Linked DNA regions of Mus musculus: region 2 is linked to region 1. The links are chromatin contacts, called in public promoter capture Hi-C maps. All regions are on one chromosome and are shown on one strand. Each heading gives the region's core, a stretch centred on a gene start, on an enhancer-like site or on the middle of the called end of the contact. The rest is flanking DNA. Distances are from core to core; before and after follow the strand shown.

Region 1 (4,236 bases), core at 1,675-4,174:
CCTTCATTCAACTGTTAGCAGTAAGGCATGGAAGTTAGCAGTCTGTTAAAGGTTAAGGAATCAGAAATGTGTGTGCTTAAATTTCTAGGCAAACATTTACTGTCTACAAGAGCTTGACAAGTTACATAAGCTACCCAAGTCTCTGAAACCCCATCAACTGCTGAAAGTGTTCAACAATTTGTAAAAAAGACTTAAGACAGTGTTTAAGATTCGCTATTTAAAGTAGTTAGGTTACTTTCCCCCAGCACTTGGAAGATAGAGGCAGGCAAGCAGGTATTTATGAGTTCAAGGCCTGCCAGAGATGGTGAGATCTTGTCTAAAACAAGCAAAATGGCAAGCAAGCAAGCAAGCGAGCAAACAAACAAACTTGCTGGCCTTTAACTCAGCACTTGGGAGGCAGAGGTAAGAGAAATCTGAGTTCCAGGTCAGCTTGGTCTACACAGAGAGTTGCAGAAAAGCCAGAACTACGTAGAGAGACCCTGTCATTCATAAAGATCTCACAGTATTTGGCACATCTGACAAGCTCAATGAAACTATTGTCATTTATGAGTTTATCACTTAAAAATATTTATGCAGTGAGTGAGGCTCAGCCACTGAAACGCTTGCTGTATAAGCATGAAGACCTGAGTTTGAGCCCCAGCACCCAAGTAAAAAAGCCAGGCCCATTCGGATGCATGCTTGTAATCTCAGGGCTAGAGTGGCCCAAGAGGAGGATCGCTGAGACTCACTGGCCAGCCTGCTTGGCAAGCTTGAGGCCAGTAAGTAAAGGCTGGATGGTACCCGAGGCACAACACTGAAGGCTATATTTTGGACTCCATGTGTGTGCATATGTATGCACATGTGCATTGTGTACACAGGAATAAGTGTGCAAACACATACACAAAGTTTTCGAGCACATATGTATGAACTGTTGCAGAGTTGGGGATTGTATATCAAATTTGATGCCGAATTCGGAATTTTAGTAGTGTGGTGGGTTGAATAAGATTAGCCTCCATAGGCTCATATGTTTGAAAACTTGGTCTCCACTTGGTGGAACCATTTGGGAAGGATTAGAAGGCATGGCCTATTGGAGGAGGTGTATCATTAGGGGTGGGCTTTGAGGTTTCAAAAGACTCCTGTGAGTCCCAGCCCTTCCTCCTGCCTGGTGTTTGGATCAAACGCTCTCAGCTGTTCTTTCACACCAGTGTGCAGACTCTAACCATTTGAAACCATAAGCTAAATTAAACGGTTTTTCTTCTATGAGTTGCCCTGGTCATGACATTTTATCATAGTAACAGAAAAATAAGTAAGATAAATTGTTTAGGCTCGATTAAGCCTTTAAGAAGCTTAAATGTAGATCAAATTTCCCAATGTAATAGAATTACAGGACTTCTTGAACTTGGATAAAGGAGGGAGAAAATGACTATTTCTCAGTAACCTCTGTCTAGGGAGGAAGAGGCCTAGAATGGCAGTGCTTTGAAGGAGAAGGAAGGAGAAGGAAGCTGAGGCCAGCCTGTGTTATATAGAAAGACCCTATCCAAAAAAGTGGGGTTGGGAGGGCTCTGAATGTAATCCTAGTATTCAAGACACCAGGGAAGGTCTCTTGACCTTGGTGAGTTTGAGGCCATCCTTAGCTACATAGTAACAGCCTGTCTCAAAAACTAAAACAACCAAAACCACAATGAAACAAACAAAGAGAGCAACAAGATAAAACCCTCTGTAATTAAAATATGCCCTTCCATCAATTATGATTGTATTCAATACATCACAAAAGTGTTCCAGTGTCTATGACTCCATAACTAATTGGAATCATAAATACTTTCCTAGCAAGTTGTAGCTTGGCTGGAATTTTGAAATTTCACTTCTGCACGTTATTATTTTGAAATACACATTTATTTTTAGACCCACTGCTATGCCTAGGCATTTGATTCATAGAGAAGCTCAGACCCAGCAGTATCTCAAATCTTGCCTTTTATTTTGAAAACTAAATTTAAGACTTTGATGACACAGTGCACATTATTTTAGGCATCCAGAGATCCTCTGGGATAAGTCTGGACATGTGCTACATGCATGTGGTCGTTCATAACAGCCCTATTCACCAAGGCAGAAGCAGAAAACAACGGGAATGAAGAGATCAGCAGAGCTGGGTCGATACAATGAAACTATCACTCAGAGCTGAGACTGAATAGACAATTGCTACATTCAGAAACCTGGGTGAATCTCAACCCTAAGCTTGAACAAAGAAACTAGACTGGGAAGGGAACACACTACAGAACCCAGCTGATAACATGTTTAAGAGCAGACCTTTACAAATCATTTCTGGGGTTAGAAACCAAGGTGTTTTCCTTTTCAAAACAAGTTTATTTATTTACTTTTAGGACGAATATCTTACCTGGATGTATGAGATTGTGCCTCATGGGTGCCTAGTGCTTAGAGAGGTCTGAAGAGGGGTTCAGATCCCTTATAAATGGAACTAGAGAGGTTATGGGCTGCCATGTGGGCGCTGGGAACTGAACCCAGGATCTCTGCAAAGCGTGTTATACAATAGATTGGTTTTACAGGGCTTTGTGTCTTATTTAATATCTATTCTTCTTTTTAAATTAACTTATTTTTGGTAGGCATCTTTTCTCAACTTGTGCAAGCAAACAAAGCATGATTTGTTGTATTTAGTTATGGATTGTTGCCATGTAAGTCTGAAGAAGGTGAAGGGCGTGTCCAATCTACATGTCAGAAAAACCAATCTCAAAGCTTTAAGGAGTGTGAAGGGAAAGAAAGACTCAGGAAGAGAGAAATCATCTATGTGGAAGAACTTGAGGGCCTGGATACATAAGAGATTGACAAATCAGCTCTAGAGAAGCAACCCGAGTTGGGCTGGAGAGACGGCTCAGCCGTTAAAGGCTAGGCTCACAACCAAAAATATAAGAGAAGCAACCCGAAACATACGTTCAGTCTTCAAGTCTTCAGCAGCTTTCTAACACAACAGAGCTGTGTGAACACACAGACTCTAGGCTGCGTGACTGACCACAACAGTAGTTTGAGTGCTGCCCAAGATTTAAATGAAACAAAGTTCCAAACCTCTAAGAGTCTATTGTCATAGACAGAGCTGGTGAAACAGGCCAAGAAGCCAGGACAATATGGACAAATGAAGTTTCCCCCCCTGGGACTGTGGTGGCTTCAAATGTTATTGGAAAGGTTTTGCAGTTATTTTTCCCAAGAGTTGCTTGAGTGGTAGAGTTTCAATATGAAATTTAGGGCAGCAAAAAGTAAGATAAAACTCGGATGGAGAAGACAGTAGGGGTTGGGGAGAATTTTAGCAGAAAGTTAGGAAGAAAGAGGAAGTAAGCTGGGTGTGTAACACGCCCACGTGAAAGCGGAAGTGAGTTCAGGTCAAGTTTACCCTCATTTCTCAGATGAAAATATTAGCATCTCTGAAACCGATCCAGAGCAAAGGACAGCCATGGGACTAAAAGTGGCACATCTTCTTGGCACATCCGTTTTCCTCTGGGAGGAGCAGAGAGAGCGATGCCATTTATCTGAAAGCAATTGATGTGGTCGGGAGTAGAATGCCAACTGTATGCGAAGCCTCATGAGTAAATGAAAAGACTTCAGTTTATTTCCAGCCAAATGCTCTGGTCTTCTGCTCCAAGTGTCTCCCTTACACAGGTGAAAGGAAAGGTACAGAGTCATGAATTGCCTCTCCAGCACTCCTATGCTGCCAGACCACCACGCTCTTCTTAGGTTGTTGTGCTGTTACTGTTTCAACACCACGTCCTTGGGTGGAATTCCACCTTAGAGTGGAATCTGTGGAGTTCTCTCCTGTTCAGTACTGAAAACTCTGAAACAGACAATGTGCATCTTTTTAAAAAATCAGAGAACCAGAGTCCCTTCAGCCACTGTTAAACCCTGCCGATTAGAGCTCTACAAGTATTTGTTGACCTGGAACGGTATCTTTGCCAAATCTTTGCAAAAACTAAAATAGACGTTAGGGAACCGGATATGAACGAGAGAGAGAGAGAGAGAAAAGGGATGAGTGTGTGTGAACTGTTGTTTTGTTTGATCCATGGACAACTCTGAGGCAGACTAAATTATACCCATTTTATAGCAGAGGGAACTAAGGTTGCCACTTTTTTATTTTTTTGAGATAGGGTCTCACCAGAAGGTTTCACTCTGAAGCCCTTTTTGGCCTGGAACTCACTCTGGAGACCAGGCTGGCTTCAAACCTAGAGATCTACTTGCCTCTGCTGCCTGAGTGCTGGG
Region 2 (4,130 bases), core at 1,165-3,664, 450 kb before region 1:
TCCATATCCCGATCTCTATAAATATCTGACATTGCACGTCAGAGGGACATTTAAAGACTTTGAAGCAGGGAGACTCTTGGCTTCTCTGGGAATCCAAGGGCATCACAAGTTTCTTCTATGGGAAAGGGGAGACTGAGAACGTTGGAGGTTGGGGTGGTGTGTACCAAGAAGCCGAGGACTGTGTGTATGACCGGGACCTCTGCTTTCTCTGTGCTTCCTTCCCACTGCGTCCCTTTTGATCCGAGCCCTTACTTTCCTGCTCTTTGTCCCAGGCATCAAGCTTTTACTTTGAGCTTTGATAAAATGCCCGCTCCTCCCCCCATGCCTTTGAAACAGGTCAGAGAGCCTTGCAGAAGCCAGGGTGTAATCAGAAAGCCAGTGGGAAGCTTTGGCAAGAACTCATCTTTGGGCAAGATGCACCCCCAAAGCTGGTTAGGGTCGAGGAATGATGCCTACAGTAGAGAAGGATGGGAGGGGAGTGGGGGGAGGGTCCTCGGGAGAGAAGACCTAGTGAGTGAGATGGGGAACTGGCAGAAACGACTACTGTGTGCAGAACTAGCCTGGGCAAAGAGGCCTGTTAAGGTTGATTTTGAGGGAACTGGTTCCAATTTTGGACGCCCCAAATCTATGAAAGCTCAAGTCTCATATAAAATGGAATACTGTTTGCTTTACAACTACCTCATCCTCAAATCTCATTATTTATGACAATCAACGTCATAAATGTGACATTATGGCTGTCTTTTTATGTTGTTTGGGGCATGTTCAGCAGACACAGGTGGCTTCTTGTTTGTTTGTTTGTTTGTTTGTTTATGTTTTTGTTTTTAAGTTGGGGTCTTGCTATGTAGCTTTGGCTCGTCTAGAATTTGTTATGTAGACTAAGCTGCCCTCTCTGATTAATCATGACCACTTGCCTCAATAGTGGACTTTCAGGAGTGTGTCACCATGCCCCTCTCAGACACAAGTTATTGTTGTTGCTTGAGAAGGATCTCTGTGTAGTCCTGGCTGTCCTGGAACTTGCTATGTAGACCAGGCTGGCCTTGAACGCATAGAGATCCACCCGCTTCTGCCTCCTGAGTGCTGGGGATTAAAGAAAGGTATGTGTCACCGTACCATGCTTTAGACACAAGTTTTTAAAATATTCTAGTTTTTTGATTGTTTGTGTCTCACATAGCCGATACTGGCTTCTAATTTCTTACTAAGCACAGAAAGGTGGCCTTGAACTTCTGATTGCCTTGCCTCTCCCTCCTGAGTCCTGGCAGGACAGGCAAGCACTGATATGCTTGGCTTTCTTTGAGATAGGGCCTCACTCTGTAGCCCAGGCCAACCAGCAACACACAATGTAGACCAGACTGGACCTCCTGGCTCTGCCTCCTGAGAGCTGGGTTTGCAGGCATTTGCCACAAAACCTGGGATTAGTTAAACCTGGGAATGCAGAACCTGCAGCAATAGAGGGCCAATTACATTTGGACAGAATCGTCCATGCAGAGAAAAAGAAAGAAAGAAAGAAAGAAAGAAAGAAAGAAAGAAAGAAAGAAAGAAAGAAAGAAAGAAAGAAAGAAAGAAAGAAAGGATCAAGTTGCTGCTGCTGGAGAAAAAACAGAAATGACAAAATCCAGGATCGGCCTTTCGTGAGCATAATGGATGATGCTAGGCGGGGCGGGAATAAACTTACCTGAAGTTTCCGGAAGGCTGTTTGTCATACGGATTACGAGTTAATTCTTCAGGACGTTTGTCATAGAGAAGCTGCTGCCAAGATACTCTCTGCAGCACTGTTTACAGAGGGAACTGCTGGACAGTGCGGGTGAGTTAAACACACAGCGTACGACTGTACAGGTCGCTGTATCTCACACTGTTTTAAAAGCTGATGCTTTGGAGGAGGACTGAGAGATATGGGCTGGGGCTGGAGAGACAGCTCAGCGGTTAAAAGCTCTGACTGCTCTTCCAGAGGTCCTGAGTTCAAGTCCACATGGTGTTGGGGCCCCTGGAGCTGCAGGTATCTGTGGTTGTGAGGTACCTGATGTGATTGCTGGAGCTGACCTTGGGTCCTCTGTAAGAGCAACAGGCATTCTTAGCCACTAAGCCATCTCTTCAGTCCCGAGATCCCATTTTTAAGAAAAACAAAACATTTTTAAAAATCCAGAAAGACATAACAAAGGGCTTCTGATGACTATTTCTATGGGGTTAAGAGGAAACAGCAGTGGGTTTCCTCCAGTCTTCAGTTTAATACTAACACGACGAATGCAAATTATCTGTAAACATACTTACGAGGAATACTATTGACACCCGTTTTGTGTCTGGATCTTTCCACTCGTTGTCTTGCTTAGTCTTAGAAGATCCCTGTAGGGGGGGGAAATGACTAGGCTCACTGTACTATATGGAAGTGGGCGCAGACACCAAGTAACTCGCCTGTGATGACGTAGCCCACAAGGGCCAGAGCCAACCATTTCCGGCTAAGACTAAACCCTCATCTAAAGAATCCCCAGAGGCTCTGCGATTTGTTCTAGGCAACTTTTTAGCAGGAGGGTGGAGATGGTTTGAGGCAGTCTTCCGCCATATCCCTGGCTGTCCTTGAGCTGAGTAAGTCCTGGCAGCCCGGGAACTCACCCGCAATCCTGCCTCTGTTTCCCTAGGGTCAGATTACAGGTGTGAATCAGCCGCCTTCTGAGTATTCAGTACCCTTGACTTGCCTCCCTCTCAGGAGAGAGGACAATGCTCTGTGACAGTCATCTCTCTGCTCCTGAACTTGAGCGTTGGTCTTGGAAACCAGTGCATCTGTTTCCTGTTTCCTTGTTCCTACTCTTGTTGATAAGTCAGAATAAAATCGTCTCTTGAAAGTAGACTAGGGACAGGGGAGCTGGTACCCTCGCATAGCACCTGACCTGGGACGCTAAACTCACAGACTCTGGCTGGCTGCCCTTGCTGCTTTCCTATAAGGCTCCCTCATCCTGACTCCTAGAACATAGGTCATTGGAAAAAAGCCTTCTCTTCTGTGCCATTGACCTGCCCCACTTCTCCAGCATATGGTAACCTTGGGCCCTGAGATAAGCATTGTTTTCCATTGTGAAGTAACCAAAAGAAGAGATATGCCAGACTACAGTTGATACCCATACCCCTTTGCAGTGTTTGGCCCAGAACCACCGACATGGAATGACTTCATCCCTGGCCACAGAAATCAGCCAGGTAACTGGGGGACCGTAATGGCCCAGGGTTATGGAGAAAGGCCAAGGGAGCTTCAACCGTGGATCCCTCAAACATGAGACAGGAGTTGGCCACCTCCTCCCTCCCGACCTGGCACCATAAAGCTGCCTCCCCCACCATCAACCCTTGCAGGAATGTATCACCCTGACAGTTATCAGGCTTCACTCCTTGTTTGACCTGATAAGGGTTTCTCCCCAAGACCCTACAGTCCCTGAGCATGGAGATGAGGCATTGTCCAACACCCTGCTCTGGCCAATGGTATCCAGCCACATAAACCTGGTCCCAGAGACCCTGGCCACCTCCCGATGGGCATAAATACCCCTTTCTCCCCACCAAGAAATGAGCCAGTTCTCCAAAGCTGTTCCTGGGTTTGTTAATTGACCTCTCACTGCCTACCAAGACTCTGCACCGCCCTCTTAAAACATATGCAGACCAGGCTGGCCTTCTGCCTCCTGAGTGCTGTGGGGTTATAGGTGAAGAACACCATGCAGAACTTAAAAAGAATCTTTATGGAAAACACCATACAGCAAAATCTGTTTTTCCTTCCTGCATACAAGCCTATGCATTTCACTCACACACACACACACACACACACACACACACACACACAGAGAGAGAGAGAGAGAGAGAGAGAGAGAGAGAGAGAGAGAGAGAGCACAAATACAGTCAGTGGGGATACATGTGTGTACAGAATATGTGTGGAGACCAGAGGATGATTCTGTGGAGTCAGTTCCAGGAATGGCACTCCAGTCAACGGCTGGTGCAGCGATCACTTTGGCCACTGAGCCGTCTAATTGACTCCCCCAGCACTGAGCCTTGACATGGAGCACTGCTTCATCATGGATGGTTAGTGTCTCAGCACCAGTGATGTCTACTGTGGAGATGCCTTCAGAGCAAGAAGGAGTGACTCCAGCCTGCAGTCCTAGGACCTT

What was found. Promoter capture Hi-C pulls out the DNA fragments that hold promoters and counts their contacts.
Region 2: a promoter capture Hi-C map of pre-B cells shows a contact between it and region 1, with 2.6 times the contacts expected there. The contact joins two enhancer-like sites. A contact is called at or near these places in 3 of 39 promoter capture datasets (the C10 cell line, the HPC-7 cell line and pre-B cells).

Annotation. Positions count from the first base shown.
Region 1 is chr19:53,118,574-53,122,809 of GRCm38.p6, reverse strand. No RefSeq gene overlaps it. Among named protein-coding and RNA genes, the nearest start is that of Gm30381, 8.0 kb to the left of the region's middle. Within about 2 kb of position 2,924, at least 68 of the 459 cell types and tissues checked have an H3K27ac peak or open chromatin away from gene starts, as enhancers often do. A contact at or near this core is called in the HPC-7 cell line and pre-B cells, where this site is marked.
Region 2 is chr19:53,570,500-53,574,629 of GRCm38.p6, reverse strand. No RefSeq gene overlaps it. Among named protein-coding and RNA genes, the nearest start is that of Smc3, 28 kb to the left of the region's middle. Within about 2 kb of position 2,414, at least 46 of the 459 cell types and tissues checked have an H3K27ac peak or open chromatin away from gene starts, as enhancers often do. A contact at or near this core is called in the HPC-7 cell line and pre-B cells, where this site is marked.